Regions from separate parts of the Columba livia genome. Here region 2 is linked to region 1. Evidence: chromatin contacts called from public Hi-C data. All regions are on one chromosome and are shown on one strand. Each heading gives the region's core, a stretch centred on a gene start, on an enhancer-like site or on the middle of the called end of the contact. The rest is flanking DNA. Distances are from core to core; before and after follow the strand shown. Region 1 holds the start of EXD3 (exonuclease 3'-5' domain containing 3). Region 2 overlaps EXD3 (exonuclease 3'-5' domain containing 3).

Evidence for each region. A called contact is a pair of places that touch in the nucleus more often than the background predicts.
Region 2: a Hi-C map of liver shows a contact between it and region 1, with 2.4 times the contacts expected there. The contact joins the enhancer-like site here to the promoter of EXD3 in region 1. A contact is called at or near these places in 2 of 2 Hi-C or Micro-C datasets (crop and liver).

What each region holds. Positions count from the first base shown.
Region 1 is chr19:10,438,304-10,444,122 of bColLiv1.pat.W.v2, forward strand. It overlaps EXD3 (exonuclease 3'-5' domain containing 3), which reads left to right and starts at 3,185. Exons shown (of 21, transcript XM_065036172.1): 1 at 3,185-3,444. The coding sequence starts at 3,200. NOXA1 (NADPH oxidase activator 1) reads right to left here and starts at 2,529. Exons shown (of 15, transcript XM_065036193.1): 1 at 2,147-2,529; 2 at 222-304. The coding sequence starts at 2,320. It overlaps LOC135575862 (a long non-coding RNA gene), which reads left to right and starts at 5,445. Exons shown (of 2, transcript XR_010467229.1): 1 at 5,445-5,782.
Region 2 is chr19:10,564,026-10,569,844 of bColLiv1.pat.W.v2, forward strand. It overlaps EXD3 (exonuclease 3'-5' domain containing 3), which reads left to right. Exons shown (of 21, transcript XM_065036172.1): 10 at 970-1,043; 11 at 3,721-3,759. Among named protein-coding and RNA genes, the nearest start is that of EXD3, 130 kb to the left of the region's middle. Within about 2 kb of position 2,911, at least 2 of the 3 cell types and tissues checked have an H3K27ac peak away from gene starts, as active enhancers do.

The DNA of each region.
Region 1 (5,819 bases), core at 1,935-4,434:
CCTCTGAGGCCACAGAGTTGTACAAGCTCGTATCTTCTCAGTGTTATCAGAGGTAAGACTTGCTGACCTGAGACTATTTATAAGGCCAAACTGGACCTTATGAACTGTTAAAATTGCGGGACGAAGTGCATTTTAGAATTACAGAATCATTTAAGTTTAGGAATAAAGTATGACTAAAAGCAGAAAAGCCAAGACTGAAATGGGATGCATGCTTCACTCACATTTCCAGCTGCAGATGGACGAACCCTCTCTGAAAGAAGCCAACGGCTAAGGAGTTGTCCTTTGCAAGGGTTTTATCAAATGCCTAAGGAGAAAAACACAGACACGTGGCAAGGATGAGTCAGGATCTCTCCTGTTGATGCCTGGGTGCATGCACCCAGCCAGTCGTGTCCAGCTGCACTTGCACTGGGTGCAGAAGCTGTTTCTGGGCTCGTGACCAGCTCCTCCGGACTGCCGAGCGCCAGGTTGTGATCTGGGCTGAGGGGCAGGAGACAGCTCCAAGTCACCTTTTATGTCTTGGCTCTGTATGAGCTGAGCTTCAGGTTTTTTTCCTTCCTTGGGAAAATGGACAGGACATAACAAATGAGCTACATTTGCCATCCAGCATCTTGTGATGAGAAAACCATGTTGCCTGGACCAGAGTTTGCCCTGACGGTGGGAGCAGTGGGACCAGCCCAAGCAGGGAAGGCTGTTTGAAGCAGCCTACAGTGATGAATATGAGAAGGGGTGCAAGGGAGAAAGCCGACGGGCTTCACGCTGCACATACAAGTCAATATTTCTGGTCCAGTTTCCCAGCTAAAAACAGGAAAGTATTATCAAAGCTGGTAGCAGCTTGTGGCTGATGGTTCAAAGTAACAACGTGCTGGGAAAACTGTCTTAATGTCTTTCTGAGAAAGCTGGGAGGTATGCTCCTTCACTTGTCGTTGTGAAGAGATGGCAGGTAGATAATGAACTTTTGTGGTACTGGCTAGACAGGAGTGGTAGCATTGCACGGGTGAAAATATGTTGCAGGAGGTCAGGGAGTGACTGCACCTCTTGGTGAGGTGGCAGCTGCTTCTCCCATGGCTCCAACAGCAAACCTTGTGTTGTCTGCTTTAATGTGCTATAAGAGAGAAAAAATGAACAACCAACCGTTGACCTGTGTGAAGCATAGCTGAGCTTCTTCCCAGTCGTGCCCATTCATCAGAGCTAAAAAGTCTCTGTTGGGCACCATTGTGCTCTGCTCATTGTTGTCCCTTATAGCAATATAAGCTCATCTAAACATGAGGAGAAACTGCTATGAGGTGCAAGAGCCTGGCCCAGGCTGCCCAGAGCGGGTGTGGAGTCTCCTGCTCTGAGACATTCCAACCCCCTGGAGCCACCTGTGTGATCTGCTCTGTGACCCTGCGTGAGCAGGGCTGGGCTGGGGATCTACAGAGGTCCCTGCAACCCAGCCAGGCTGGGGTTCGGTGATTCTGTAACGGCCCTGCCCAAGGCTCCGTGGCTCTTCCCGGCCCCTCCAGTACAGCCTGATTTCTGCTTACTGCTAATTAATAAACAGCTTAAATGCATCTCCTCGCTGGGCAGCTGACAGCTGGCCAGCCAGATGTGCAGACATGCTGGGTGCTGTAAGATAAAGGCCTTCCCTCAGGGTGTTTGTCTGCCTGCACCTGCTCCCCGGTTCCAAAGGGTTCCCAGCACAGATGTTGCTTTCTGGCAGCCTCGACCGCTGGAGCAGGACTGTGGATGGGCACATGGGGCTGCAGGGCTCCATTTGCATCCATCACCGCCCGCATCTGTGCTTTTAGTGGGATGTGCAGGACAAGAAACTCTGGATTTTAATGAGAGTTTCGTAGCATCACAGAACAGTTTGGGTTGAAGGGACCTTCCCAGCTCCCCAGTGCCCCCCTGCCATGAGCAGGGACATCTTCACCAGCTCAGGTTGCTCAGAGCCCCGTCCAGCCTGGCCTGGGATGTCTCCAGGGATGGTTCATCCACCACCTCTCTGGCCAACCTGGGCCAGGCTCTCACCACCCTCAGGGCAACAATTTCAGCATTATTAGTTTCAGCCATTATTCCCTCAAAACCCGAAATGGCCAAGCGGTGCCGCCCGCCCCAGCGTCCCCCCCGGCCCGCCCTGCGGTTCGCCCCGCTCGACCCCGCTCACCCGCAGCGCCTCCCCGGGCCGCCCCGCCAGCAGCTGCACGCAGCCCATGTTGAAGCAGATGCGGGCCGGCGGCTCCGGGATCCCGCCGAAGATCTCCAGGGCGCCGTCCCAGTCCCCGCCGTCGGCCGCCAGCACGCCCTGGTGCCAGCGCCTCACCAGCTCCCGGTACGCCATGGCCCGCGGACCCGGCTGGGCCTCCCGCCGGGCTCACCTGCCGGCGGGCGCGGCCCCGGGGCGGGGAGCGGGCGGAGGAGGAAGCGCCGCTGCCTCCCCCCGCCCCTCCGTCCTCAGCCGCGCAGGGCAGCACCGCGGGGTGAGTGGCTGGGCCGCTGGCGGTGAACGGCGACTGAAAGGCCACCAGCAGAAAGGCCCTGGCGCAGCCTGGTTGGGACCTCTGCAGATCCCCAGCCCCACCTGCTCACGCAGGGTCACAGAGCAGATCACACAGGTGGGTCCAGGGGGTTTGAATGTCTCAGAGCAGGAGACTCCACACCCGCTCTGGGCAGCCTGGGCCAGGCTCTGGCACCTCCCAGCAAACAAGTTTCTGCTCATGTTCAGATGGAGCCTCCTGTGTTTCAGTCTGTGCCCGTTGCCCCTCACCCTGGCGTTGGGCACCACTGAACAGAGTCTGCTCCATCCTCTGACACCCACCCTGAGATACTGATCCCATTGATCAGATCCCTCTCAGCTTCTCTTCTCCAGCTGAACAGCCCCAGCTCTCTCAGTGTCTCCTCATCAGGAAGATGTTCCAGACCCCTCAGCATCTTTGTGTCCCTCCGCTGGACTCTCTCCAGTGATTCCTTGTCCTTCTTCAACTGGGGAGCCCAGACCTGGACACAGAACTGCAGATGGGGCCTCACCGGGGCAGAGCAGAGGGAAGATAATCCGCTCTCGACCTGCTGCTCACACTCTACCTGATGCACTGCAGGTGCCATTTGCCTTCTTGGCCACAAGGACACATAATGCTGTTTTGGGTGGGTTTTAAATGTAATAGTTATTTTCGCGGCCCTACAGGTGTTCGTGTTAACTACAGTAAGTACGGTAGGCATAAGGATGCCGCCGCGCTCTGGTAAATACGGTAAGCTCGGGGCTCGCTGCGTTGCCGCGGGCGACACCGCCCCCTGCAGGCGCTGTGCGTCGGTGCCGTCGCAAAAGCGGTCCGGCGGGGCGCGCGGCTGCGCACAAGGGATTCCGGACCCGGTCGGGTTTGTCGCGCGGAGCAGAGGCGTTGGCGCGCCGGGGAAGATTTTAAAAGGAGGACTCCGGAGTTCCCGTTGCTGCTTCCGGGTTGGTGCCAGGTGAGTGGCAGCAGCCGGCGGGCGCACCGGGCAGCTCCGGGCCGGGCTGCGGCTCCGGCTCCGCGGGGCGCAGGGCCGCGGCGGGGCCCGGTTCCTGGCGCAGCCTCGGGGGGGGAAGCTGTGCCCGGGCCCGTCTGGAGGAGCCCGGCGCAGCGCAGCGGACCTTGAGCCTGGGAAGCCCGAGGGGAGCGGGGCGGGCGGGGGCAGCGGGGCCGCTCCGGGTGTAACGCGCTTCGCAGCCGAAATAAAACTACGAAGTGTCTCGGCGTCCCTGGGTGGCGCCTCCCGGCGGAGCTGGCGCGGGGCGCCAGTACGGTAGCGGGGAGCGCACCCGCCGGTGTTGCCGGTATCTACGGTAGGGCTGCGGGCGGCAGCTCCGGGCGGCGCCTCAGCCCGGGCTGTGCGGCCCCTGAGGCGGGCGGAGCCGGCGGGCCGGGCCGATCCCCGCCCGCGTCTCGCTCCTGAGCGGCCCCTGCGGAGCGGACACCGGCCGGGCCCGGGCGCCTGCGGGCGGAGCGGCCCCGGGACCTGCGGGAGGCGGGGGCGGAGCGGCGGGAGCCCGGGGAAGGGCCGGGGAGCGGAGGGAAGAGGCGGACAGTGAGTGCGGGCCGCAGGTTCATAATTACAAGTAATTACTTACTTTACAGGTTTTGTGTAGCCACCGTACGTAATTATATGGCTTACAGGTAATTGGGGTGAATTAATAACGAAGTATCACTGGAAGCCAAAGGAATGTACGGCCGGCCTGTTACAGGAACGGTAGAATCGGTGTGTTTTCAGACAGCTTAGTTTTAAAGGAGTTGGTTGAGCTCCCCACCACTGACTTTAAATGCTTTGAAAATGGGGGGAAAAGATTCACTGGGTTTGGAAGTACCACAGATATTGTTCACATGTGTGGGAAGATGAAATGTGTTTTATCAAAACAAAAAAAGCAAGTTAACCTGATATTAATAGCAGGAATAAAATAAAACAAGCTTGTAAAACTCTGTAATTAGATACTACAAATGCAATGAGTGTGGAGATCAAGGACTTAACAACATACCCTCGAAGAGGAGATTCCCCCGCCCCCGGTGTTCCTTCTGGAGGGGACTTCAAGGTCTGGTTAAGTCGGTTTTGATATTGTTTGAACCACATACTTGAAACTCTGAGGAATTTGACTCTAGTGTGACCTGGCAATTTAATGAACAAAGGTGATGCCGTAGGGCAGCGAGGCGAAGTTTAAGAATGAGCTTAGGAACAAATCCTGCATCTTTGTTGTTAATTAGAAGACATAAATGACTGGGCTGTTTCCAGTCAGCTCCTCCACTTACCAGTTCTTTGTTCAAATACTAATACTGGCTTAAATTTTCCAAAAGCAGGTTTATACCTTTGCTGTAAAGTTTACTGAAGACAGACAGGTGAGATGATCAATGGCAAGGTGTTACTGCTGTAGCCTGGTCTGACCTTCCTGGTTAGACGGCTCCAAGCGGGAGAAGGATCTTAATATAATGAAAAAGGCAACATTACATCTAGAAACCATGACAGGTTCACAACACAACCACAGAGGTGGCAGAGAGTGACCCGGAGGATTTCGTTGCATCAGTGACACAATTTGAACTTTGCTGGTGTGGGAAGAGTTTATTTCAATTGTGATTTGACTAGATGATCTTTCGAGGTCACTTCCAATCCCTAACACTGTGATTTTTGTTGCTTTTTTTTTCTTTTATTTTTTAAAGGGCCTCATGTTCATGGTATTGTTAGAACAGACTCCTAGAACATAATCTCCACTTACAGTAGCTGTCAAGTAAGATATGAAAATACCCAGGAGTCCAGAGGAGGCCACAAAAATGCTCTGGTTCTGGAAAACAAGCCACATAATGGACTAATGGACTCGGTTTATTCAGGCACATCCAAGAGAAGAGGGTTAAGAAGTGACTCAGCCGCTCTGTGGAAATCCATGCCGATGGGAAAGTTATCTGATAGCTGAACATTTCAGTCTTTCCAACAAAGACATAGTGAGATCCGGTAACTGGAAGTCAAAGCTACACAAATTCTTTTAAATATGACACAATTTCCTAGCAGTGATGGAGGTTAATTATAGGAATAGTTTACAGGAGATGTTAAAGGTTTGCCATTATTTGGAGCTCCTAAGCTGAAACAATAACAATTTTGAAGATAGGCTTAAACCTGGAACCTTGGGCAACTTGCTGGTGCAAGTTTGCCCTTGTGGTTTGGGGGAAATCAGGGGGATTATCAGTGAGTCGCCTTCTGGGATGCTGTACTGCTCAGTCTGCTTGGCTGCAGAAATAGCAGGAGTTTTTAAACTTGCTTAAAGGGCTGTAGTTCTAAATTAAGATAGGTTTAAGTGATCTTGCTGTAGTTCTAAATTAAGATAG
Region 2 (5,819 bases), core at 1,661-4,160, 130 kb after region 1:
GCCATTCATCTGTCTTCCTTCTTTCTTGCAGTTCTTGATCCCCAGATGTGCCGCGTGTGGGCAGGAGAGTGTGGAACTTGGGGGCCCTTTGAGTGTGTCCTGGTTGCCCTGATTCAAGGGAGGCTGCAGAGAATTTTCCCCTCCCTGGTTCCTATTCCCCTTTCCCATAGCTGGTCCTGCTCCCTCTGCCCCCCCGTGCGATGGGGCTGGTCACTGCAACCCCGCTGGAGGCGCTGGGGAAATCCCTGCACCGGCATCCAGCAAGAACTGACACATACCTATGCTAATCCTGCTTCATGGATTTTATCTTCTGCGTTTATCTCTTGTTGCACTGGATTTCAAAACAAGGCACGGTGTGAAGATCTTGTTTTTTGCAGTTGTAACAAGGCGTATCTAATAAAGATGGCAGTAATAATAATAATAACAACAACTGTTGTTTGCTAGCTCAGCAAAACAATAGTCACCACCCTCTTTGTGTGGATATAGAGTCTCTTTCATGGATATATGTGTTATCGGATAAACATTAGCCACAAGTTTATGTCCTGAGTAACATGTTCAAAGCTGCTTCAAAGAATTAACAGCACAGGTTCCAATTAAATGGAAAAGAACGCGGCAGCCTCTGGAGACTGGAGGTGGTGCCGTGTGAGGATGCTGCCTGATGAAAGGTGTGAAGTCATTGATTGTGGAGCGTAGTGAACCAGCAAGAGGATCTTATCGTTCAGGGGTGGCACAACCAGAGATATCAGCAGCCAAGGATTAGCATTGCTAATCATGGTTGAAAGTGTAAATAGCAGTTTATTGTTGAGATAAGCTGACAACGTGCGTGTCTGCCTGTCATTGTTCCCAGGGCGATGGCATCCTGCCTTCCGTAGGCTGAAACTGGGGAAGGAAAAATGTCATGTCTAGACAGTGAAACTCGAAGGAAGTTCAGCGATGCTGTGTACTTAAATGTCTCTTTCCTTCTTTTAGCTCTCTGCCCTAATGTCGTAAATCAGCGGCACTTGAGAACTCTGAATTATCTCTTCTACAAGAGGTTTGTTGAGGTACGTTTCTGTTTTGTGTGTGGCATGGGTGTTTATTTTGCATTTTGAATAACATCACTTATATGATTTAGATGTATTGATAGTAGATGAGCAAGTCGTTGTTATTATTATCGCATAGAAATGCATCTGATCTGCCACTGGGCCTGTTTCATCTGTGAGCGAGTAGCCTGTGTGTCCGTTCATGTTCTGATGAACGGTTGCTCGGTGCTCGTTCCCCTCGGCGTCCCCCGCGGTGACGGGCGCACACGGTGGCTCAGGCTGCGCTCTCCACACCTCCGCTTGCCCTCAACCATCTCAAATTAGCAGGAGCGTACTGGCTAAAGACTCTTTTGCTGTGTTTGGGTTTCTTGGGGGTATTGTGTGGTTGTTTTTTCCTTAACATCAGTTTGAAGCAGTCCGTGTTGCTGAGTTCTTTGCAGGTGCTCTGTTTGGTTCTCGTGGCCTGGCTGTGATGGGGATGGCCCAAACCTGCCGCAGAAGCTTTTTTGTGCTAGCAGCCTCGTTAACGCTTAGCACAGTCCTAGTATTCATCCTTTCAGCTCCTGAACCTCTCCTTGAACTAACTTTACTCTTATCCAGCCTCCAGGTTCTCTGTCTAAATACGCCGGTACTTGTCCTGGCACTGAGGGTTTGCAGAAGTAGGAAGGTGACATTAATTCTTTCTAAGGAGCAGGTCTCTAGGAGGCTGACTGTCTGCGGAATGACGTGACGACGGTTTCTTGTCCCCTCTCATGAGTGTACGGAGCCAAGTCCCTGCCCTTTGGGTGCTCTGGAGCACCCTGCATTGGGCAGCACAGTTCTCTTCTTGTTCACAAGGCAGTTTGGGTGGTTCTCTTGATGGTCCGGCATCTATCATTATCCTGTACCTGGAGACAGATTCTGTCAGCTGAGAGTAAGTTTTGTTCTGCCTCTTCTGGAATAAAACAGTTAGCACATGTTTTATCCAGGTGTATCAACTGGACTGTGAAGCACAGGGACCACAAGAGGCTGAAAATCATTGCAAAACGTTTCCATTTCTTGAATTTTGAATTGTCAAGCTATATTTGCCAAACACGGAGTGCTCTTTCATCTGCACTTCACAGGAGACTTTCTCCTTTTTTAACACAGCTTTGACACAGCCCAACAGGTTGTTCAGACATTCCTCCATACGCTGCCATTGATCCCGTCTTCAGAGAGCCAGTCTCCAGGAAATGAGACACCTCCTCCAGAAGCGCCTGTGCTTTTGCTCAGAAGAGGATTCGTTTGATGTCCTGACAGCAGAAGGCAGACGCGTGTGGTTTTTCTGATCCCCACCCCCACGTCCTCAGAATGGGAAGAGGGGCTGAGCGGTGGGGATCTGACGGGACCGCTGTGGTTCTGCTCCCCAGCCCCCCTGGGCTCTGCCGCTGCCGCATCCTGCCGGCAGACATGGGAGCACCCAGCACCCAGCGTCCTGCGTCTCAGCCTCACCGCGGGCTGACATCATTCTGGAGAGCGCGGTCAGCTCGGGGAGAGCAGAAAGCGATTCTCCAGGTGTATTTATTTAGCAGACTGGAATGGATTCTTGATCTGGTGTTCTGCTCTTTCTGGCCTTCCATTTCCTTTGTTTTGGAGTATTTGCTTGATTTAAAGTATCCAAGCTGGCCAGTTACTTGCGTTAAGGTACATTTGGCAGCTGTTTCTGGACACAGTCCCTTCCGAGAGCTCTTTGGTGTTCTCTGTTTACCGTTCTCAGCTGTGTATGAGGTCTGGCTAAATGGCTCCTTTATCTCGCTAGTATTTAAATTACATGCTTGTATATCTCAAAGAAGTTTTCCTTGAGGCTCTTACTCCCTGTTTGCTCCTGTACCTCACCATAAAAGTGGCACTAATAATCACTGGTACCTTTGCCAGGAGTGGGGAGAGGCCTCGGTGGCCAGTGGGTCTCATGGAACCCGTGTGCTTGGCCGAGTGGAGAGCGGGTCCCAGCCCGAGTGTCTCCCCAAGGCTGGCTCAAACTCCACTGGAACGGGGATAGTAACTGATCAGTTTCCTTTCCCAGACCTCATGGTTCCAGAGGATTTTTCATGACTTGGCTGTTGCAAAAAGTTTATCTTTTTCTACTCTGAAGGCTCAGCCTTGCAGATAGTCCCTGCGAGCGCTTCCTCGGCGGGGACCTCTGGGGGCGGCTCTCCATGGGGCGAGCTGTTGGGTGGACTTACTGCACATCTCCTGAGGGACCGGCAGAGGCCACAGCCGTGCATTCCCCCAGCCCATGGCCTGTTCCAGCTTTGCTCAGCGGTGTCTGCATTGCGAGAGCACCAGCTCAGCTTTGAGCCAGCCAGAAAAGCTGCTGCACTTGCACAGCCTTGTGAACGTGATTAGTTTCCTGCAAATGAGCCCAGGACCCAGCTGTGGCTAATAACGAGAGTCCAGGCCACTGCTGGGTAGGGGCCCATTGCCTGCGTGCTTTGATTGCGTGTGGATTATTTTTTTGTGTTACGTGCTGTAGTCTCACAGTTGTCTGAATTACTTCATTCCAGCCGTGTTTCTCTGCCGTGCCCGGCTGGTGACACACGACAAGCAGAGGGTTCCCCTGTGCTCCAGAGCGCATTCCTCAGCCGGTGCTGGTGTGTAAGGTGGCGTGTTGAGTTTCAGCTCGCTGTACGGAACGTTCTCCCTTGTCTCAGACCCCTCAGAAGTGATTTTTTCTTTTCAGAAAACCATGACTCAGGAGAACTGGACAGATCATGTTCAGGTGAGTGGATTTCCCTCTCCCATTTTCTCAGGGTTATTTACTTGGAGGTTATTTTAAGATGCTCAGAATATGCAGCTCTGGATATTGTCATCCCACTATTACCGTTTTGCACTTCCTCATAACTTTATAAGCACACAGCAAAATTGTACATGCAGCGAAAAGCAAGGACAAAAGTTTATCTTTAAATTCCTGTTATGCCTTTAAAAATGCTCTAGTTTGGTTGGAGCATTTAGATAAGATTATGAGGTATGTTCCTTTACTTTCATACACTGATTTGTAAGTGAACCCTACAAACATTTATGCGGCTACATTACAAGGAGGGAGGAAAAAAGGAGTTCTCTTCAGGCCACAAACAGGGTGGGAGTAAATCAGGACAAATGTTAGATTCTGTCTGCATGCTCTGATCATTTTCAGCAGGTTTATTAGGTGACTGTTACATATTATGACTTCTGTATCTTGTGCTGTAGGACACAAGTAATTTTAATAACACAGGGAGAAGCGCAACAAGGGTTTTTGTTCTTGGTGTATAAACAGGAGAGTTCATGGGAACCATGTTGTGGCCTGGTACTACAATAAATAGATATGTGACAATGGAAGGCCACAAAATTCCACGGTGACAAACCATTAGTGATGATTTATGTGTCCACGGTGTCCCTATGGATTTGCAGCCTCATGGTGAGGTAACTGCAAAGTGAGGTTTCTGTAACTCCTCTCGGTTTGAATTCTGCAGCTATTACGGGTCTGGGATCATGAGCTGCCTTTGCAAACCCATTGGAAGGGTCGGCGAGGGCCTCGGGGCGGTGGCGGGCCGGTCCGATGACTGGTCATCTCCTGTGCTGGAGATCGCGGGCGCTGTCTGTGCACACCAGCAAAATGGCTCAAGTTGTTCCTTCTCTCTTTCATGGGCCATCAGGAAAAAGAGCAATTCAAAGGCACGAGGATGTGGGTTTTAAGACAGAGATCATTGATAAAATGCCCAGCATCGCTTTGTGGCAACTGTTAAGCCAACTAGGTGTTTCCAATGGTGAATATTCAGCTTCTCCATGTATGGTAGTTGATCACAGCGATGCAGGAGGCCGGGCTCTGCGAGGACGGGAAGGGCTCTTGCCTCTTGATCTCAGTGATTCTCTCCAGTGAAAGACCTTTTCAGGGTTCCCTTTGCTTCTCACAAGCTTAAAGGCCAGCATGAATCTTACTTAGTGCCTCGCTGGATCAAGACCGGAGGTGTGATTAGCCATGAAACATCTTCCTCACACCTTCTGGATGTACTTTGGTGTGTGCAGTGCAGGGGTTTCTGCTGGTGTGATAGGGAGAAGAACCTCCATTTAACACAGTTGCAGGTCGTGTCGGTCACTTGTGGAAAGAGGAGCCTTGGGAATAGATGCTCTCAGAAAAGTGCTTGTTTTGTGCCTGGTAAGAGAACTACACCGATGGATGATGGACTGTGGCAGAAGGTCGTCTTTGCTTTCCCGGAGTTTTCCAAACTTCGTATTTTCTGTGTGCTGCCAACTTAATATATTTTTGACAACTATGAGCTTATCACTCGAGTAGTGCTTAAACTTGCCTGTTCTCCGTCCTGCCCCTGCGCTATCAGTGATCGCTGTCCTTGGCAGCACTTTAAAGCGATCGGAATCTGTACCTGTGCATCTGGAGGAAGCTGAAACATCTGCATGTGCAGAGGCTGCTGCCTCACGCTGCCGGCAGCGCGGCTGCTCCCAACAAAGGAGAAGTTGCAAAGGAGAATCTCTGTGCAAGCTTTAGTTTTTGGTGCAAAAACTAAGGATTTTGGGGACCTCATTGGTTTTGAAAGATTGGGCTTTACATGAGGGAGAGGTTCAACTTTCCACTCAGAGCTTCACCTGTGACCTGACATATCTCTCACACTCCTTGTGGAGCTGGAGAGAGCGGTTGCTGGTGTTGTGCCTCCCGTCCTGTGTTCAGTTCAAACTCAGTTTGTATCTCCCAGGCTCTGCCTAGCGATGCGATATTGAAGACACGTTGCGCTGGGTGGGAAGTGGACGATGGGACCTGAGTCCCCTGGGGGAGAGGGAACCAGAACT